Linked DNA regions of Mus musculus: region 2 is linked to region 1. The links are chromatin contacts, called in public HiChIP or PLAC-seq maps. All regions are on one chromosome and are shown on one strand. The core of a region is the stretch at or near the end of the contact, and the rest is flanking DNA. Distances in the headings are between cores, read along the strand shown. Region 1 overlaps Ghr (growth hormone receptor). Region 2 holds the start of Oxct1 (3-oxoacid CoA transferase 1).

Region 1 (3,342 bases), core at 641-3,140:
AGCTTATGGTTATTCCTCAATTCCTAACAAATCCAGGACAAAGTAATACTGCTATTGTATAGGACTATGAAGCTCGAATATCCTTCACATTTAATTTCTAAAATGTATTCATGAATAGATGTAGTTAATATTTTTAAATGAGGAAAATCTTTCTTATCTCTTAAATGGGGGTAGGGGGAGGTGTATGTAACAGTGGCCGAAACATACCCTTCCATTATAGGTCTGTGTCTACTCTGAGTCAATGCCTCTCTGGTGAATTCTAGGGATCCAAACTTTCTAAGTAGCTATGTGCATATGTTAAGAAATAAATTAAGTTTTAATTCTGTACCTTCAAGTAGTTTCAAAAGGCTTGGTAATAAGCCCTATCTAGTAACACTTTGCTTGAGACATGGCAAAATTTAGATATAAATTGTAGCTTTGGGATCTATAATTGACTTTATCATCTTTCTTGAAACCCTAGTCTTTATGGCCCTCATAAGAATACAGAGATATATCTAAGAATATGATAGAGGATTACTAGCAGAAACTGAGCAAAATGCAATTTCGAATTGCTCACTTGACAGCTGAGCAGAGAGAGTAAGCACTAAATTCTCTGCTTCCTGTAACAGGCCATATTTAAAAAGTGAAGTCTTTCTAACTCTCTACTTCTTTGGTTTTTGATTTGTGTGTGTGTGTGTGTGTGTGTGTCTGTGTGTCTGTCAAAATCCTAAAGTACAAATGCTATCAGAGCTAAAAATAAATACGTAGCACAACAACTCTTCCAATGAATTTCAGATTTGAGACTAAAAGGGAATTAGAGGAGATTTTATAAGTATTTTTTTAAATGAAACATCATTCTTACATTTAAAAATGTTGCTCTGTTATAAAGTAGAGTTCAATCGATGTGGATTGTCGGAAGAATTAGGAGTGTGGTCAGAGTGTGGTCAAAATGAATGAAATGATTTGGTCTCTGAAGGAAGCAGACTATCACTATCAAGAGTGTTTCTCTGGAGTCTAATCAATTCTCCATTGAATTCACAGTGCAACCTGATCCACCCATTGGCCTCAACTGGACTTTACTAAACATTAGTTTGACCGGGATTCGTGGAGACATCCAAGTGAGTTGGCAACCACCACCCAATGCAGATGTTCTGAAGGGATGGATAATTCTGGAGTATGAAATTCAGTACAAAGAAGTAAATGAATCAAAATGGAAAGTGGTAAGAGTCACTCCATTCTATACATTGACTTTTCTTCTTTCTAATTCAATACTCACTTTCTTATTTGTAATAACACTTTCTTTTCACCTAGGACTATATTTCCAAATTATGTGCCCTATAACTTGTTATTAGAGGAAGACTGATATAATCTCAATACCTTAAAAGTATCTAAGACAACAAATGCTGATGTGAATCTTCCATGTAGATATATGGAAGAGTATTGGGAGGAGAAAACCATTTCCCTAGTTATCTTTGGTGTTCAGTTTAACCATGGAACAAGGTCACAGACTTACCACTTTGCTATCTTTAGAGATGTGGTTGAACTTAACTAGGATCATGATCAAGGTCAAGAGTAGGCTATGGCCAAATGTTATCCCATGACTTTAATGACTGCTACTCATAAGACCTATATTAGTATTTGTTCTTGGTTCTCTCCAGAAGAGAGGCACAAAGAAGGAATTTAATCTATAGAGGTTTCATAAAGATGTTCTTTTACATACCTCAGAGAAAATCAAGCTGAGAGGCCACTTCATAAGGGAGAAGAGAGCAAATTGGCCCGCAAACCTCTCACTTCCCTGCCAAGCACTTGGGAACTCGGCACTGAGATAAATTCTACATGGCACACAACAAGAAGGGAAACAGGATTACCATGCCATTCCAAATATAACTAATTCTAAATCAGTCTAACCACAGCCACAGCCCTGGCCAAGTCAAGCAGCTTCTCGATAGGCATGACGTTGTACCCAGCACCCTGGCAGGGTCTACTCCCCAAATTTTGAGACATGAGGCCCTGTCTATTCAGTGTAGCACCAAAAATGAAGCCAATTTTGTCATTAGCAGAGAATACAACTTGGGGTGCCTCGAACAGCTACTTCTTCTGTTCAAAGTTCTGTTTTCTAAATCATTCTAATTTAGATATCTGGTTTATGACTTGGTACCAAAAGGGGCCTGGCTGGATGTTAATTCAAACAAGGCTTTCTAAACCGAGTCATAATCAAACACTTATTCGCCCACCAAATATAGGAACAACTACTTTGCACAAGGTACCAAGGGCACCTGAGGTAGCAGTTTTGAAAATGAGAAACATGTACCTCTGAGGACTCTTGAGACCATCTCAAGGGAGCATATGAGGTCAACACTAATTTCACACTAATAACATGTTTGTTCCCTAGTTCAAAAACAGTGGTAAGAAAACTACTGCCTCGTGGCATGAATCAAGTCAGCAATCCCATTGTTTACAGTTACATTGTGAAGCTCACATTAAAGGCTGGGGCTGTTTCCTAGGAGCCTCTGCTTAAATCTCAGCCTTGGAGTGTATTGCTGTCCCAGCTCCTGTGGCACATGGAGAGTACACACTGTACTCATCTACATTCCAAGGTAATGAAGGATCAAAACACTTAAATGCTTCAGCAACCAGACCAGCAGCTCTTTTGTATGAAGCACAAATTTTATACGAAGGACAAAACACATACTAGTAGATAATCACTTATATTTGAATTGACAAAGATTTCTCAAGGAAACATTTGTTCTTCCAGTGAACATCTGACAAGGTTTGCACCAGGGATGTTAACCTCCAGGCAGAATAGAGTTTTTAACAATGTATATCTACAACCATAATTTGCCTTCCAACGTAGTAAGACTTACCCCAAAAGGATCCATTGTGATATTAGCAAAAATGGTGGTTTTATGTTAGATAATAAAATCTGTGAAGACTTCTGATGCTTACATCTCAGTAAACTAGATTAAATATTTTTTCAAATAGCCTGAGAGTAATTACACTAATCACATAATCATATATTATGTAAAATTATCATTAATTATCATGTTAATGATGTTTTGAAATATTTATATGTGGTAAGATGGTTCAGCAGAGCTATGAATGGATATATTTTTCACAGATGTTTTTGAACTGACAGTTTCAAATCTGCTCTCTTGTATATTCCAAAATATCCCTTTTTTTTTCTACCCATTTGTTCATCAAAGGGCCCAAGTTGATCCATATTTTGGCTACAGTTATCATGATCAGGCAAATGTATCTTTAACATATTAATCTTATTTCCTTGGGATATAAATTATTAATAAAAAAATCACTGGATCATATGGTAACTTTAGTTTTCATTATTGAGTAGCCTCTATACTCTTT
Region 2 (2,953 bases), core at 236-2,735, 690 kb before region 1:
AAACTTTGCAGGTTCGGGAAGAGGCTCCTGAGCAAACTGAACACTCCAAGGTGAATCCACCCTCCTCCCCACCCTCCTCCAGCACTCAGTTCCTTGGTCCCATACTCAAATCCAACCCGAATGTGTGCTTAGAGGCTAGACCCTCTACAATGTATAAGCAAAAATATCCACCACCAGCTAGTCTGCTAGGAGGGCGACTCAGGATACCATTCTGTGGGTCAAGGTGTTTGGGTTTTTTTGTTTTTGTTTTTGATTTTTGTTTTTTTACGGTCTTTGAACATTGCAAGTCTCTAACCCGGAGGGGACGGAGAGGAATTCAAAATAAAGGACCGAGGCGTTTGCAAACTGCAGCGGAGCGCCGCCAGCCCTCCTTCTGCTTCCAAACGCTTGGCAGGCTAAATCGCCCCGTGACAAGAGCTCCAGTCCGGGTTCCCCTTTCTACCGCCATATAGGGAAGGGGAGGATGGGGAGCGGCAGTCCGCCTCCGCAGCGCACAGCATCCGCCCACTTGGCGGTGAACTTGAGCCAGCAGCGGTTAACCCGGCCCGGGGTTCTGGGCCTCAGCCGGCGCCAGCAGCTCCCTCAGGTGGGGCGCAAGCCTCAGCGCGCCGCCCTTCTCCGCTCCTCTCCTCCAACCGGCCCTTACCTAGGGCGACGGCCCCGGGGACCCCCTTCCCAAGGGCGTCGGCCTGGAGCCTGGAGTCTGTAGGAGTGGCGGGAGATGGGGACGCGAGTCCCTGGACGCCGACAGTCTGTCTCTAAGGCGTTGCTGCGTGGCTTTGGTACACAGAGCCTCGACCGCTTCTCCACCGCTGCAAGCACAGCGGGGAAGTGGATGGAGAAGCAAAGACAGACAGACAGACAGACAGACAGACAAGCGGCGGCGGGGCTACCCTGAAACCCGAGCGTCTCCAAGCCCCCACCCCCAACCCCCGGGCACGGCGCTGCAGATGCCAGATCCCCGACCAGAGGCGGTGGAGATGGGCAGGGCAAAGAACGCGCGCGCCGCTCGCAGCTCGTCCGCGCGTGGCCTTCCTCTTGCCCCCCTGCACCTTCAATTTACCTTATGCAGGGCGCCCCGCGAGCTGCGGGCTGAGGCGCCGAGCCGAAGCCCAGAGGACAGGAGTTTGAGAGCCGCCATCTTCGGCCCCGGGTGCGGGAGACGGTGGCGCGCGCGGGAGTGCGTGCGAGTGCTGGTTGCCCGGGGCCGCGGCGGCGTCACCGGCTAAGAAGAGAGAAGGCAAGGCGAGCGGTAGGGCGGGCTGGAGGCTCGACCGCGCGTCAGTGACGTCCTCGGGACCTCAGAGCGGTGCCGCCCCTTGCTGCCTGCTGGCTTGTCAAGAAGCGAGACAGGGAGGGGCTCACGGCTAGGAATGGAAAGGCTGCACAGCTAGGACGAGCCCCGCGGGTTGTGCCGGGGCCGGAGGTGCTGGGCTCCAGCTCATCTGCGGGCACACCCGCAGCGGCGGGCGCTGCACTCAGGCTGGAGGGGGCGCTAGAGCCTGCCTTCCCCTCGCGCAAGGCTTGGCATCAACCAGGGTTTCGGGTTGCCAAGGGCCTGGAGGGTCTCTTACTGAACGTGTTACTTTTCCAAATCGCCCTCTGGAATGAGTACAGGTACAAAGGGTCACTGATAAAGATCTCCTTCCAGATCTAGACAGCTCACCTTTCCAACATTTCTCAACCCCAACACCCACAACTCTCTTCAAGTCTGGTTTTGCCCTTAGTTTCCTCTGAAACCCAGCAGCGTGCTGACTGACCCTCATGAGACATGACCTGCTTAACCGACAGAGGGACAAGATTAGAACTGGGCTGTTGTTCCCCATCATCCTACTCTGTGTTCCAGAATTTTCCTGGAACCGGAGTCCCAACAATTCCAGAAATTACAGAACAGGTATAAGCACAGAAGTGTCTGTCTCCTCTCCTCCTCGTCCTTGTCCATGTTGTATAATTCCCCTCACCTTGTAATGCTCTTCCTGTTGCAGTTTTGTATGAGAAAAGCCAGTCAAGGGACACAATGAACACAAAAATGCTCGGCACTAAATTTAGCTAATATTCGGTGGTGGGTTAACTTCATCGTTTTGGAGGTTTTCGTTTTGGAGTTTGTTTTTTGCTGTTTTGTTTGAGGAAGGATCTCTAGCTCTCTTAGGTCCCACTGAAACTCTATATATGGCTCAGGCTGACCTCCAACTTTTTTCTATTGCGGCAGCCTATCCCAGAGTATGTGCAATTGTGCCTGGCTCAAGCCTTATCTTTTGACTGGCACCCAACCGGCCTGAACCATTTCTTCAGGACGTTCTACACTCACCGCCGAGTTTAAAAGACCACTTGGAAGCCCGGGAAATCCTTTTATTGGATTAAAAGCCCATCGAGTCCTGGAAGAACAGTTTAAATTTGAAGTGATGCAAAACCCATGACAACAGTAAATGACTCTTTAACTTCCTTAAAAAGTATGCCGATACAATGAAGGATGAACAGTCCTGTTTAATTAAAACCTGTCTACTGGCCTGGGGAGATGGTAAAGACACTTGCCTCCAAGCTTAGTGACCTCAGTTTGATCCCTGGGACCCACATGGTAGCAGGGAAGAACCAACTCCAGCCAAGTCCTCCTCCGACCTCACATGCACTGCAGCGAGTGCATGCCTGTGTATGTGCGCCAAAACAAATGAATAAGGAATTTAAAAATCTGCACAGAAAAGCAACTACCTCAGTACTCCCTTAACTCAAAAATGTCTCCTGTAAAGATTACGGTTTTAACATGGAAATAAAATATCAAGTTAAACTATCATCTGATTGCATAGGAGAAGTGAACTCAGTAATCCTGGATATTTTGGGGGCGCATTTTAATAAGCTGTGAAGAGTTCGAATGTTTAAACCGAAGTCCCATGACTAGCCCTAACATGGCGGCTGTTGTGCTGCAGTTTTGAGAAGGAACAACAAAAGCTGGTACTAC

What was found. HiChIP or PLAC-seq counts read pairs in DNA pulled down with a chosen protein or histone mark.
Region 2: an H3K27ac HiChIP or PLAC-seq map of heart atrium shows a contact between it and region 1, with 5 read pairs. The contact joins the promoter of Oxct1 here to the enhancer-like site in region 1. A contact is called at or near these places in 3 of 39 promoter capture datasets (cranial neural crest, frontonasal cranial neural crest and hippocampal neurons), 3 of 484 Hi-C or Micro-C datasets (the C2C12 cell line, cardiomyocytes and myocytes) and 3 of 115 datasets of contacts at active chromatin or transcription factors (astrocytes, heart atrium and stem cell-derived neural progenitor cells).

Annotation. Positions count from the first base shown.
Region 1 is chr15:3,331,204-3,334,545 of GRCm38.p6, reverse strand. Ghr (growth hormone receptor) reads left to right here. Exons shown (of 11, transcript NM_010284.3): 7 at 1,021-1,199. All of the region lies in intron 4 of Gm41254 (a long non-coding RNA gene), which reads right to left. Among named protein-coding and RNA genes, the nearest start is that of Ccdc152, 29 kb to the right of the region's middle. Within about 2 kb of position 1,890, at least 7 of the 459 cell types and tissues checked have an H3K27ac peak or open chromatin away from gene starts, as enhancers often do. A contact at or near this core is called in cardiomyocytes and heart atrium, where this site is marked.
Region 2 is chr15:4,024,960-4,027,912 of GRCm38.p6, reverse strand. Oxct1 (3-oxoacid CoA transferase 1) reads right to left here and starts at 1,485. Exons shown (of 17, transcript NM_024188.6): 1 at 1,064-1,485. The coding sequence starts at 1,141. It overlaps BC037032 (cDNA Sequence BC037032), which reads left to right and starts at 507. Exons shown (of 2, transcript NR_028266.1): 1 at 507-1,894.